3 separate regions of the Mus musculus genome follow, and regions 1 and 2 are each linked to region 3. A link is a contact called in public HiChIP or PLAC-seq and Micro-C data. All regions are on one chromosome and are shown on one strand. The core of a region is the stretch at or near the end of the contact, and the rest is flanking DNA. Distances in the headings are between cores, read along the strand shown. Region 1 has its middle 23 kb from the start of Htr5a. Region 2 holds the start of Dpp6 (dipeptidylpeptidase 6). Region 3 overlaps Dpp6 (dipeptidylpeptidase 6).

Region 1 (3,332 bases), core at 295-2,794, 400 kb after region 3:
ATAAGCATCAAGGAGGCTGGACAGATGGAGGGGGTGGAAGTGGATGTGGTTACCAGGACGGTGGTTACCGAGATGTGGGCTTCCAGCCTGGTGGTTATCAAGGTAGCTATGGTGGTTTCCAAACATCTTCATATACAGGAAATGGATACCAGGGAGGTGGATCCAGCAGGACAATAGATTCCAAGACGGTGAGCACCATGGTGAATGAGGCAGTGGTTGTGGGGGAAGAGGTGGTCGAGGGGATCAGGGAGGATGCAGAAGCCAGGGAGGAGGCTGGGGAGGAAGCGGGAGCCAGACTTATCATAAAGGGGCCAGTTTGAACAGCACTTCCAACATGGAGGCTATCAGTATAGTCATTCTGGATTTGGACAAGGAAGACATTATACTAGTTGAGGCTACAGAAACTCATATTTTGCTAGAGCTCAAGTAATAGAAACTTAGTTTCAGAATCCTGAATCCAACATCTATTTGGAATGAATGTAAGACCACAGGTAGTAGGCATACTCCTGCTTAGGATAACCATTTGCTGGTTTTCATTCAATTCTTTCTCTCTTTATTACTAAACAGTTTTACATAACACTGTTTATTTAAGAAACATATCTCTTCTTTCTATGAAACAAATTTTAAACACAATTTAAGTTGCCTTTAGTTGACCAGTAGACTATTCCAGTTGGAACATACATGGTTTTTGAAGAAATTACTTGAATAAAATAGTTTTCACATTTTCAATATGCAAATTTTGAAAATGAGGATTTGCCTAGACTTTTTTAATATTTACTGCTGGGAAACTTTCCTCATATTAACAACCCATGTGTGTTTTTTGTAGACTATCTTCTGCTGTCTACTTTCCGAGCATAGCTCTGCCCTGATGGGCATTCAGAGAGATTTTGTCACCTTTCTTTTTGGTAGACCTGTTGGGTTGGTTCCTATTACATGAACTCTTTTGCAGATAGCACATTCAGTAGCCTTATCCTGTTGGTGGAATACTGTACCATATGCTCCTCCAAAATCCATGAACATGGCTAAAATCCATAAAAACAACAAAAGCAAACTAAGTTGTAAACTTAGTTTGTTAGTTAAGTGTAGGCACTTATCCATCCGAGACAAAAGTTCCTCCTTCACCCTTGTTTTTACTTGAAATTCGCTAGAAGAAATGGCGAGCAGATATCTGTTTCACGCACTAGTTAATGCTACAGGCTCAGCAGATACAAGTTAGCTTGCTTTAGGCAAGAGACCTTTCTTGTGATGGACATGCACTACGAAGTGAGATGGAGTCCTGCTCAGTGCAGGAGGCCCTTCATTATTGCTGCAGAAGACAAAAGCCTGGCTGAGTCACTCTCCACGTCTATATATATACATGTAAACACTGTCAATCTGTGGAAGAAAGTGGCTGGAAGTGTGTTTTGTCTGAGAGGTGAGCAATAAAACACCTGTACATTCTCAAAAAAAAAAAAAAAAAAAAGAGCTGTCTGTATTCTGCACCCAGGCATTAAAGGTATGTGGTAAGAGTGAGCCAACCACAACTAGAAACAGGTTTTTCAAGTAAACAACACCTTCTGCAACAGTGCTGTGTGGGGGTGACAGAGCTCTGTATGTCTATGGTCTGCATGTACCATGGGGCTGAGGACAAATCTGTTGGCATCTTTTCCCATAGTTTCCTTGGGCATGGTGGAACTCAAGTCTTTGTCTTCCTCCTCCAGTATTTAGCGGCCTAGAGTTGATTTAATTGGATTGGAACTGATTTCTGTGTAATTTGGTCATTAAACAGCTTTGCCCAGCAAGCCAGGCATCAAGGTAGGATAAACAAAGGACTGCTCTCTCCCTGATTGTAAAGGAATTTTAATCCAGCAACAAGGCTGCTCTGAAGGTCACATCCAAGGACCTTCTAGGTCTGAGTGATCCAATTGTCATGCAGACACACCCTTAGTACATACTTTGAATCCCTCTGGTTAGAATCCTTTAGCACACACTTTTTTTTTTCCATTTTTTATTAGGTATTTAGCTCATTTACATTTCCAATGCTATACCAAAAGTCCCCCATACCCACCCACCCCCACTCCCCTACCCACCCACTCCCCCTTTTTGGCCTTGGCGTTCCCCTGTACTGGGGCATATAAAGTTTGCGTGTCCAATGGGCCTCTCTTTCCAGTGATGGCCGACTATAGCACACACTTTTAATCCCAAACAATGACATCAAATTGAGAGGCAAAGAGGCCAATCAGAACTTTCTGATTTTTTTGACTGAATGTGTCAGAGATAGGACATACCCAACTCTCAGGAGAAACACTATTTAAGAGCAACACAAGGAGAGAGAGAGATCTGTTCAGTCTAGTTGAGTGGAGTTGTTCGTTTGGTGAGGGCATTGGTGGCAACTGAGCTCCTTTGTGTGATTCTGCAAACAGTTCACGCCAGAAAATAAGAAGGAGCCAGAAGATTAGAACATGTTGCCATGTTCTAATTTGAGGCCAAGGGAAGCAATCCCTTGAGAATTCTAGAGAGGCCAAATTGAGTCAGTCTTCCTGAGAGGACTTAGGTTGTACCAGCTGAGTTGACCCAGCCAGCCAGAGTTCAGAGAGAAGCAGAACTTATTCAAATGCAAGCCTCAGAGACAACAATTACATCTGGCAAATAAAAAATACATCTAGTATATCTGGCTTATATCTGGTGCCCCAAGTGTCTCGAAGAAAACCCCAGTGTGAATGGCTACAAATACCACCAACATTGCAAGAAGCAGAGGACAGGAGTCCTCTGACAGAAAGCCCCATATAAAATTCACCAGGGGTTGTCTGGAGAGAAACATTGTTTACTCAGGTTCTGCTGGGTGCCGGGAGACTCAGGAGACCTACCTCCCAGAACAAGGAACAAAGCAGGTGAATTACAGTAAAACAGCACAAAGGACAATTTTAACTGTATTGCAAGACTTTGCCTGCATTACACATGGAACACTCCATTTCAGATCCCTTAAAACAAAAGAGTTGACAGGATACAAATGATACTTGAGAAAGCCATCCTGGCACTTACTGCAACTGTGATCGACAGAGTAAACCCCTACCTACTTTCAATTGTGACCTTTATATATTTCCTTGAAAAAGAGGTTGGAAAGATAAGTATACAACAAGAAAAAAGTCTCAAAAGAGATTGAAAAACTAGTCATGCAATAACAAAAATAGCTGTACAACAAGAAAAAATAACTATGATAGTGCAAAGGCTTGAGAGACAAAAGACAGAGGAACAAAGAGAACAGGAAGTGCCTAATTGCGCACCTATGGGACCTAATAAAACTGAGAATCACGACAGACAGCTACCAAACCTACTGCACCGGCCCTTAAGGA
Region 2 (3,593 bases), core at 190-2,689, 370 kb before region 3:
CACAACTTCCTCCACCGAGGGTTCTGTAAGGCTCTCTCCAGGCTTGAGCCAGGGAGGGTCTGAGGTCCTAGGCCTTCTGAGTCACTAACTCCCCTATGATTTAAAAATTCTCAGTACTGACAGGGAAGCTAGGAAGGCTCATAGAACACCACGGGGTAGTGGGCAACATCAAATGGGCTCACTGTGTTTGTAGGTGTGGGCGGGAGGGGCTGTGTGTGTGGGGGGGGGGCTGTGTGTGTGTGTGTGTGTGTGTGTGTGTGTGTGTGTGTGTGTGTGTGGTGGGGGCAGCTATGACTGTGGGCAGGTGCTAGAATTCCTGTGAGTCTCTCCAAAGTCCCAACCCATGGTGATGCTGGTGTAAGGAATGAGCTAGCTTATCGCAGCTCAGCCTCTAAGGCCTGGATCAGGGGACAAAGAAGGAGGTGGAGCAGCCAAAAGCCAGTAGTGCCCAGAGGCTCAAGAAAAACAAGGGTTCCAGAAGCCTACAGGGAGGAATCCAGGATGCAAGTAGAGGGAGATGCCAGACATGGCCTAGACTAACAGTCAGACACAATTTGCGCATCTCTCCACACGAGGGCACTTGAGCACGCTCGAATGCACCAAATGAGTTTGTTATTGGAAGCCCTATGTGCTGCACAGCGTTCAGTGTCAAAGAGCCCCTCTCACTGCATCTCAATGTCAAAATGGGGTGGAACAAGGTTTGGAAAGGTTGCTGACTTCCAAGCGCTTTAGCGTTTCCCCTGTATTTACACAAAGACAGGCAGGCTGGAGCCAGACATACTCTGGGAAGGCCTTGTTCATGAGGCTTGAAATAAGCCTAACCAGGAGTTCTGTTGCCTGTTCTAGACTTGCCCTTCCCTTCTTCAGATGATCAAAAGAAAATATATCTTTTTTTTTTAATAAAAAAAATCTTAGGTGATGAAGGAAGGTGGGTCCGGGAACAAATGTTTCCCTGAGCCTACACTTTACAGGCCTTCCTTCTTTTCAGTGGCTCCTCCTATGCCCTTCAACTGCATTTCTACCCAGGCTCTCCAGGGTCTTTGTCAAAGTTAAGCAAAGCCCCAAATCCAGAAGAACATTACTAGGCGGGAGTGCCTGTCAGGCACTGGAAAACAGCTGTGCCCTGCAACCCAAACTAGATGCTATGGGAGCCACGATCCGGAAGCCCCGGGGCCCCAAGGCAGTTAAGGTTTCTTTGCTCAGCTCTGGCCTCTTGTAATGCTGTTCTCTCTCGCTGGGACACACGGCCTCCAGTCCATCTATGAGTGCCCCAGCCCTGAACCCCCATCCACAACCCAACTGACATGAGAAGGAGTCTTCCTGGGACTGGAGCTTCCCTGGTGCCACCGCTACAGCGGGAGCTGGCTACCCTACTGAGAAGGAAAAGGAGGAGCTGTAAGGGGCCGGGCGGGGATGAGAAGAGGAGCTGGTATCTAGTTGGTGCCAAATAATGGGGTCTAGACATGTCCCCTCCCTTAGTGTGCTTCTGGTATCTTGCTTTCCTCTTTAGTGAGGCCGAACATGGCCATGGCGAGGACTTAAAAAAAAAAAAAAAAAAGCAGAAAGAGAAAGCGATCACTCCGACCCTTGGCTTCTGCGCTGCCGGGGAGGGGGCGGAGAAGCTGAGCCAGGCAGAGTCGCTCAACACCCAGGCGATTCGACTCGCGTGTGGCGCGGAGCGGCCGGGCTCGCCTTTCTTCTTTCCCCACCGCCTCCTTTTCCCCCTTCTCGCTTTTCTGCTGGAGGGGGTGGGGAGTGGAAAGAGAGACAGAGAGAAAGGAAATTTTTTTACGAAGCATCCTAACCAGTGAGCCAGCGCACGGCGGCCCATGGCTTCGCTGTACCAAAGGTTCACCGGCAAGATCAACACCTCGCGCTCCTTTCCGGCGCCCCCGGAGGCCAGTCGCCTTCTGGGTGGCCAGGGGCCCGAGGAGGACGCGGGCCCGAAGCCCCTTGGGCCGCAGGCGCAGGCGGTGGCGCCCAGGGAGCGCGGCGGTGCTGGTGGCCGGCCCCGGTTCCAGTACCAGGCGCGGAGCGACTGTGACGAGGAGGACGTAAGAGCATCGTGGTGGGTGGGTGGCGGTGGTGGTGGGAGCATCGGCGGGATGCACGGGCCTGACTACTCCTCAGGGTCTCTGGGTCCCCTGTGCCAATCTTTGCGTTCCTTCCTGATGTGCCAGATCGTGCTCAGACACTCTCCTTGGCTCCTGATCTCAGTCATCATAGTCCAGAGCAGATCTTTGCGGTGGTGGCCAGGAGTTGGTAGCAGGAAGGTTTTTGGAGCTGCGCCTGCTGGGATGTGGACTATGCTTGGAATTCACTAGATGTCTGTTTGTAACGGCAGCCTGCTGTGGTTCTCAGGGAATTAGATGTGTGTATGCGTGGAGTTGTGTTTTTAGTTTAATTTTCTGCTTTATGGCTCGGGGAACAGCTAGTTCAGGCTGCTTTTCTCTTCCTACCACTTGTCACAGCAACTATCCAACCGAGATGACCCTCCTCTCCTCTCCACTCTGCCCCCCTTTCACTGTCCCCAGACACCTTCTCTCTACACCCAAGGATTAGACCTATGGTGCTCTTATAAAAAAGAAGTCCTGGCTTTAGAGCCCTGGCCTCTGACCCAGACCCAATAAAGCTCTCACTACGCATACTAATTGGGGCTGCATGCCTGTGATCCAGCAACTCAACTTGGACCATGCTCCTTCCTAAAGAAGTTCTCAGAGGGGTCTCTTACTATTGAGGCTGGAAGTCTGAGCTTCAAAGACTGAATTTGCATATTCACCTAGCAATCAAGGATTCTTTCAGGGTAAGAGTGGCCACAGAAATGGGTCAAAGGTCTTGTACTGAGCCCTCCCAGCAGTTGGTACCACTAGGACTTTCAGGGAGTGATTTTCCTGAGACTTGTTCCCAGGGACAGAAGACAACTCCCAGGTGAGTCCTCAGGCAGGCCCTTAAAGACAGCAGTGCAGTATCTGTGGGGTTACTGGGGTCCTTTTTCAGTGTGATTCTGCAGCTCCTGGGTCTTTGCCCAAGCCTTTTAGTCTCCTTCACTCTTGCAAAGCAGGGCAACCCATAACCCTGGAGGAAACAGGAAGTGTGCCCGTGAAACATCTAGGGTCTCAAGTAGCAACACTTCAGTGTTTAGTAATTTTTGGTGCAAAAGATCTGCACAGAGCAATGATGTATCCTTCCATAGGACTGGGGGGTCTCAATTGCCACATCTTACAAGACCAGGGAGGCCATGCTACTGTTAATTGCTGGGTTTGTGGGTTGTTTTATGATGGTATAGGGACTGCCACAGAGGTAACAGGAGTTGGTGGGAGGCCCACCCACAGCCATGCATCATGCATCTTTTTTTTTTCCTGGTCATTTCCAGATTCCCCTTTCTAGAAAAAGATACCACAGACTAATGTCACTCTAGTGGATCAGTTAGGGAAAAGAGACAGATTATTACACTGGTTTAAAGAACTAGAATTCTTTGAGGGTGGTATTGAACAATAAATAATTCTGGATGATTGTATTTACTTAGCATCCTGTGGATATAACTGGGTTGCAATGCAGGCAAGAAACACACACACACACACACACACACACAC
Region 3 (3,584 bases), core at 415-2,914:
TATACACTTGTACTTTATTTGACTAATATATCACATTGATGATGTCACTATGGTCACATAGCTAAATTCCTCTATTTAACCTATATAACCATGGCTCCCTGAAAACCTGCAAGATGGATCTGCACCGTCATAGACTGGCTGACCCTAGGCCACTAACCTATTTAAAAGTAATTTCTCTTGAGTTCTCTTCTATGCAGAATGCTGAAGGAAACAAAACAAAACAAAACAAAACAAGAAAGCTGCCACTAGCAAAAAACCAAACAAACAAACAAACAAAAACCCCAAAGATTCTTCCAGGCATAGCACAGGTGGAGCACGTCTTCAATCGCAGCACTGAGGAGGCTGAGGCAGGCAGATCTCTGTGTGTTTGAGGCCAGCCTGGTCTACAGAGTAAGTTTTAGAGGCAGGCTGGGGCTCAAAGAGACTTAGACTTCGAGAGAAATTAATGGAGACCAAGACGACGTTCCTGTTCAAGGACCACGAGTTTACTAAGAGAGTGTGCTTATGAAGGGGGAAGGCCCATGATCCCTGTCACTCCCAACACCCTGTAGAAGTCTCTTGGTTTGATCTGGAGGTAACTATGGAAAGGCACCATTAGAACTGTTCCATCTGGTCAGTTAAAACAGTAAATGGAAATTCCAACTCTCATCCCATACCAACAGGGAAGGGCAGAGCCTCCTTAAAATGCGCTCTGTGAGATTAGAAATTAAAGGTCCCAAGTTTTGAGTTTGAGACCACACCAAGTTCACTACAGACTCCAGAAGATGCAGAAATTGCTTTCCAAATGAACACATGTATCAGCTGACCTCCTGAGGCTTCTTCCCTTATAGCCTCTCAGTGTGAGCACAAGAGGCCATGCCACATCTTCATTATCAAAAGGACTTTAAGCTGAGTGATTGAAGGTTAGAGCACTAATGGAATGATGGAGACTTTTTTAAATGGACCTTTGTACACTGGAAAATACTTAGAAAGCATACTCCAATAAAGAGACTCAAGAACACTCAATGTACTTAAACCTTAAAGCACAGTGATACTTACAAGAAGGGAGAGTGCTTGCAGACTTTATGCCGGTGGTTTCAAAGGAGTTTATGGGCATAGATAAATGGGAGTCTTCAGGCATTCTGAACCAAGGATGCAATGTGAGCACAGGTCAATCCTATGAGGGCACATCAGGCAGAAGCAGGTCTGGAAGGGTGCAGTGTTGTATGCCGGCCCGCAGCCTACATGAACCGGGTACACCTGGGAGGCAGGCTGGGGCTGAAAGAGACTTAGACTTCGAGAGAAATTAATGGAGACCAAGACAACGTTCCTGTTCAAGGACCACGAGTTTACTAAGAGAGTGTGCTTATAAAGGGGGAAGGCCCATATCCCCCCTCCCCCCTCCCGCCAGTCCATTCTTGGTGTCTGGAGCCAGCCTGCAGGATAGGATGTTCCTCAGGAATATCTCAGGGGCCTCTCAGCAGGTAGCAGAGTCTTGGAGGAGAGCAGTGGCAGTTGACAGAACAATAGAGCCATCTAGGTCTGGAGGCTCCACCCTAGGTAATCTCCTTCTTAGTGGCAGCAAGGTCAAAGTCTGGATCAGCCTGCTTCAAGGCTGAGGGAGGCTACAGTGCAGTGTAATACCACTAATTATTCACCCAGTGAGAGAAATCTGAGAGGCCCCTGGCCTAGGGTGGGCCAGTCCACAAGTGCACAGCTCCCATCTCGTAGCCACCCAGTACTCTCAGTGGGGAACCAAGGTCATTGTTAGATTGTTTATCATGATATTACATTAGAATACACCTCTGGAACTTTCTCTTCCTGAATATAACTATTTCTTTTGGAGTAGCTTAGAATCAATTTAATATTTTCTGTGAGCATTGATGTGTTGAGGAAATAGCCGTACTGTCTTGGTTTTTTTTTTTTTTTGGTTTGTTTGTTTGGTTGTTTATTTTGTCAACTTGACAATAGCTACAGTCATTTTGAAGAATGAAGCTCAACTGAGAAAATGTTCCTGGCAGATTGGCCTGTGGGTAAGCCTGAGGTAAATTGTCTTGGTTGATGATTGACAGGTGAAGGCTCAGCCCATTGTAGATAGTGACAAATTAGGGTAGGGGTCCTGGGGTGCATTTGGAAGCAGTCTGAGTAAGCCATGGGGAACAAATCAGCAAACAACATTCCTCTACAACCTCTTCTTCAACTCCTGCCTCCTGTCCTGCTTGAGGTCCTGCTCTGACTTCCCTCAGTGATGAGCTATAATCTGTGAAGTAAAATAAACCCTTTCCTTCCCGCATTGCTTTTGGTCATGGTATTTTAATCACACACAAGAGACCGCAACCAAGACAGAAGATGGGCTTCCTCCCTGTGCCCTGTGTCCTGATCTCTAAAAGACTCTGATATCTGTGAGCTCAGCTTTGTGGAAGACGTCTAGGGGATTTTTCTTGGTGATTTTTGCTGTGCTCTCAAGTGTTCTGTTCAGAACTCACACTAGCTTTACAGAGTGAGTGATCATAAGGAAAATGAGAGAGGCAGTAGAGGCCCCAGGGAAATACATTATTATATTAATTGACAATGCTATGTTTATCTACAAAATTAGTATTTGTTGTTGGGGGTGGAAAGATGGCTCAGTGATTAAGAACACTTGCTACCCCTGTAGAAGACCTGGATTTGGGTGCCAGCACATAGTTGACAGCTCATAACCTGTAATTCCCTAGGATTGCCTAAGGGGTCTGATGTCTTATTATGACCTTCGAGGCCAGCAGGCATATACTTACATGTAGTCAAAACACTCACATACATAAGAAGTCTATAAAAATGTCTAGTATTGATTTATAAACTAACTGAATAGTGAGCTACACAAACATTCCATTTTTCTAACTTCTTATAGACTCTCATTGTTTTGTTGTTTCAGGAGATTTTATATTTCCAATGAAAATGGTTCAAACATTAGTCCGCAGTGTCATTTTTACTGTGCTATGGATGACCCTAATGTAACTATCATGGTAAACTATGGAGTAGACAGTCTCTGGCTGTGGCTACATGGTCACCCACCCTAAGCAGCTCCTTGGTGCTCCTGTGAGGAGACAAGGAAAGATAAAGCTGACCATTCCCAGGTCTCGGAGCCTTCCAGCTCCACCTAAATTCATGGAAGTCACAGAGTTTCTGTGTGGGCTTCTGATTTGGGTATAGTTTTAAACATCCTTGTTAACGTTGATTGCTACATTAAGGCTGGGTCCTTCCCTCCTAGATACACCCAGAGGTGTGTCTCCATGGTGATGACACTCAGTGAAGTCAACAATGAAAATTTATCATCCATTTTCTTGGTAGTATCACTGGCAATTCTAAGATTTCTCTTCACGTTTGGTAGCCGTGACATAACACACAATTAAATCTTTGAGTGTTTGTTAGTGGAGAAAATAGAATTGCAGGAGACAATATGTGGCTTGGCACTCATTTACATTGCCATAAGACACTTTGGTTTAAGGGAGAGACATCGTTGATGGAGAGGTTAGTGAGCTGAGTGATACACCATGAGGAGATTCCTCAGTCACCCCTCACATGATCTAAGCCCCACCTCCTGTTATATTTGCCATCAAAATAAGAAC

The links. Hi-C and Micro-C count contacts between places; a contact is called where the count stands out from the background. HiChIP or PLAC-seq counts read pairs in DNA pulled down with a chosen protein or histone mark.
Region 1: a Micro-C map of embryonic stem cells shows a contact between it and region 3, with 4 times the contacts expected there. The contact joins two enhancer-like sites. A contact is called at or near these places in 1 of 484 Hi-C or Micro-C datasets (embryonic stem cells) and 1 of 115 datasets of contacts at active chromatin or transcription factors (embryonic stem cells).
Region 2: an H3K27ac HiChIP or PLAC-seq map of embryonic stem cells shows a contact between it and region 3, with 4 times the contacts expected there. The contact joins the promoter of Dpp6 here to the enhancer-like site in region 3. A contact is called at or near these places in 1 of 484 Hi-C or Micro-C datasets (cerebral cortex), 8 of 115 datasets of contacts at active chromatin or transcription factors (astrocytes, craniofacial prominence, embryonic midbrain and 2 more) and 1 of 9 other capture datasets (embryonic stem cells).

The regions. Positions count from the first base shown.
Region 1 is chr5:27,817,582-27,820,913 of GRCm38.p6, forward strand. No RefSeq gene overlaps it. Among named protein-coding and RNA genes, the nearest start is that of Htr5a, 23 kb to the right of the region's middle. Within about 2 kb of position 1,545, at least 13 of the 459 cell types and tissues checked have an H3K27ac peak or open chromatin away from gene starts, as enhancers often do. A contact at or near this core is called in embryonic stem cells, where this site is marked.
Region 2 is chr5:27,047,760-27,051,352 of GRCm38.p6, forward strand. Dpp6 (dipeptidylpeptidase 6) reads left to right here and starts at 1,440. Exons shown (of 26, transcript NM_207282.3): 1 at 1,440-2,054. The coding sequence starts at 1,830.
Region 3 is chr5:27,419,802-27,423,385 of GRCm38.p6, forward strand. The region is part of intron 3 of Dpp6 (dipeptidylpeptidase 6); the gene reads left to right. Among named protein-coding and RNA genes, the nearest start is that of Gm52769, 79 kb to the right of the region's middle. Within about 2 kb of position 1,665, at least 12 of the 459 cell types and tissues checked have an H3K27ac peak or open chromatin away from gene starts, as enhancers often do. A contact at or near this core is called in embryonic stem cells, where this site is marked.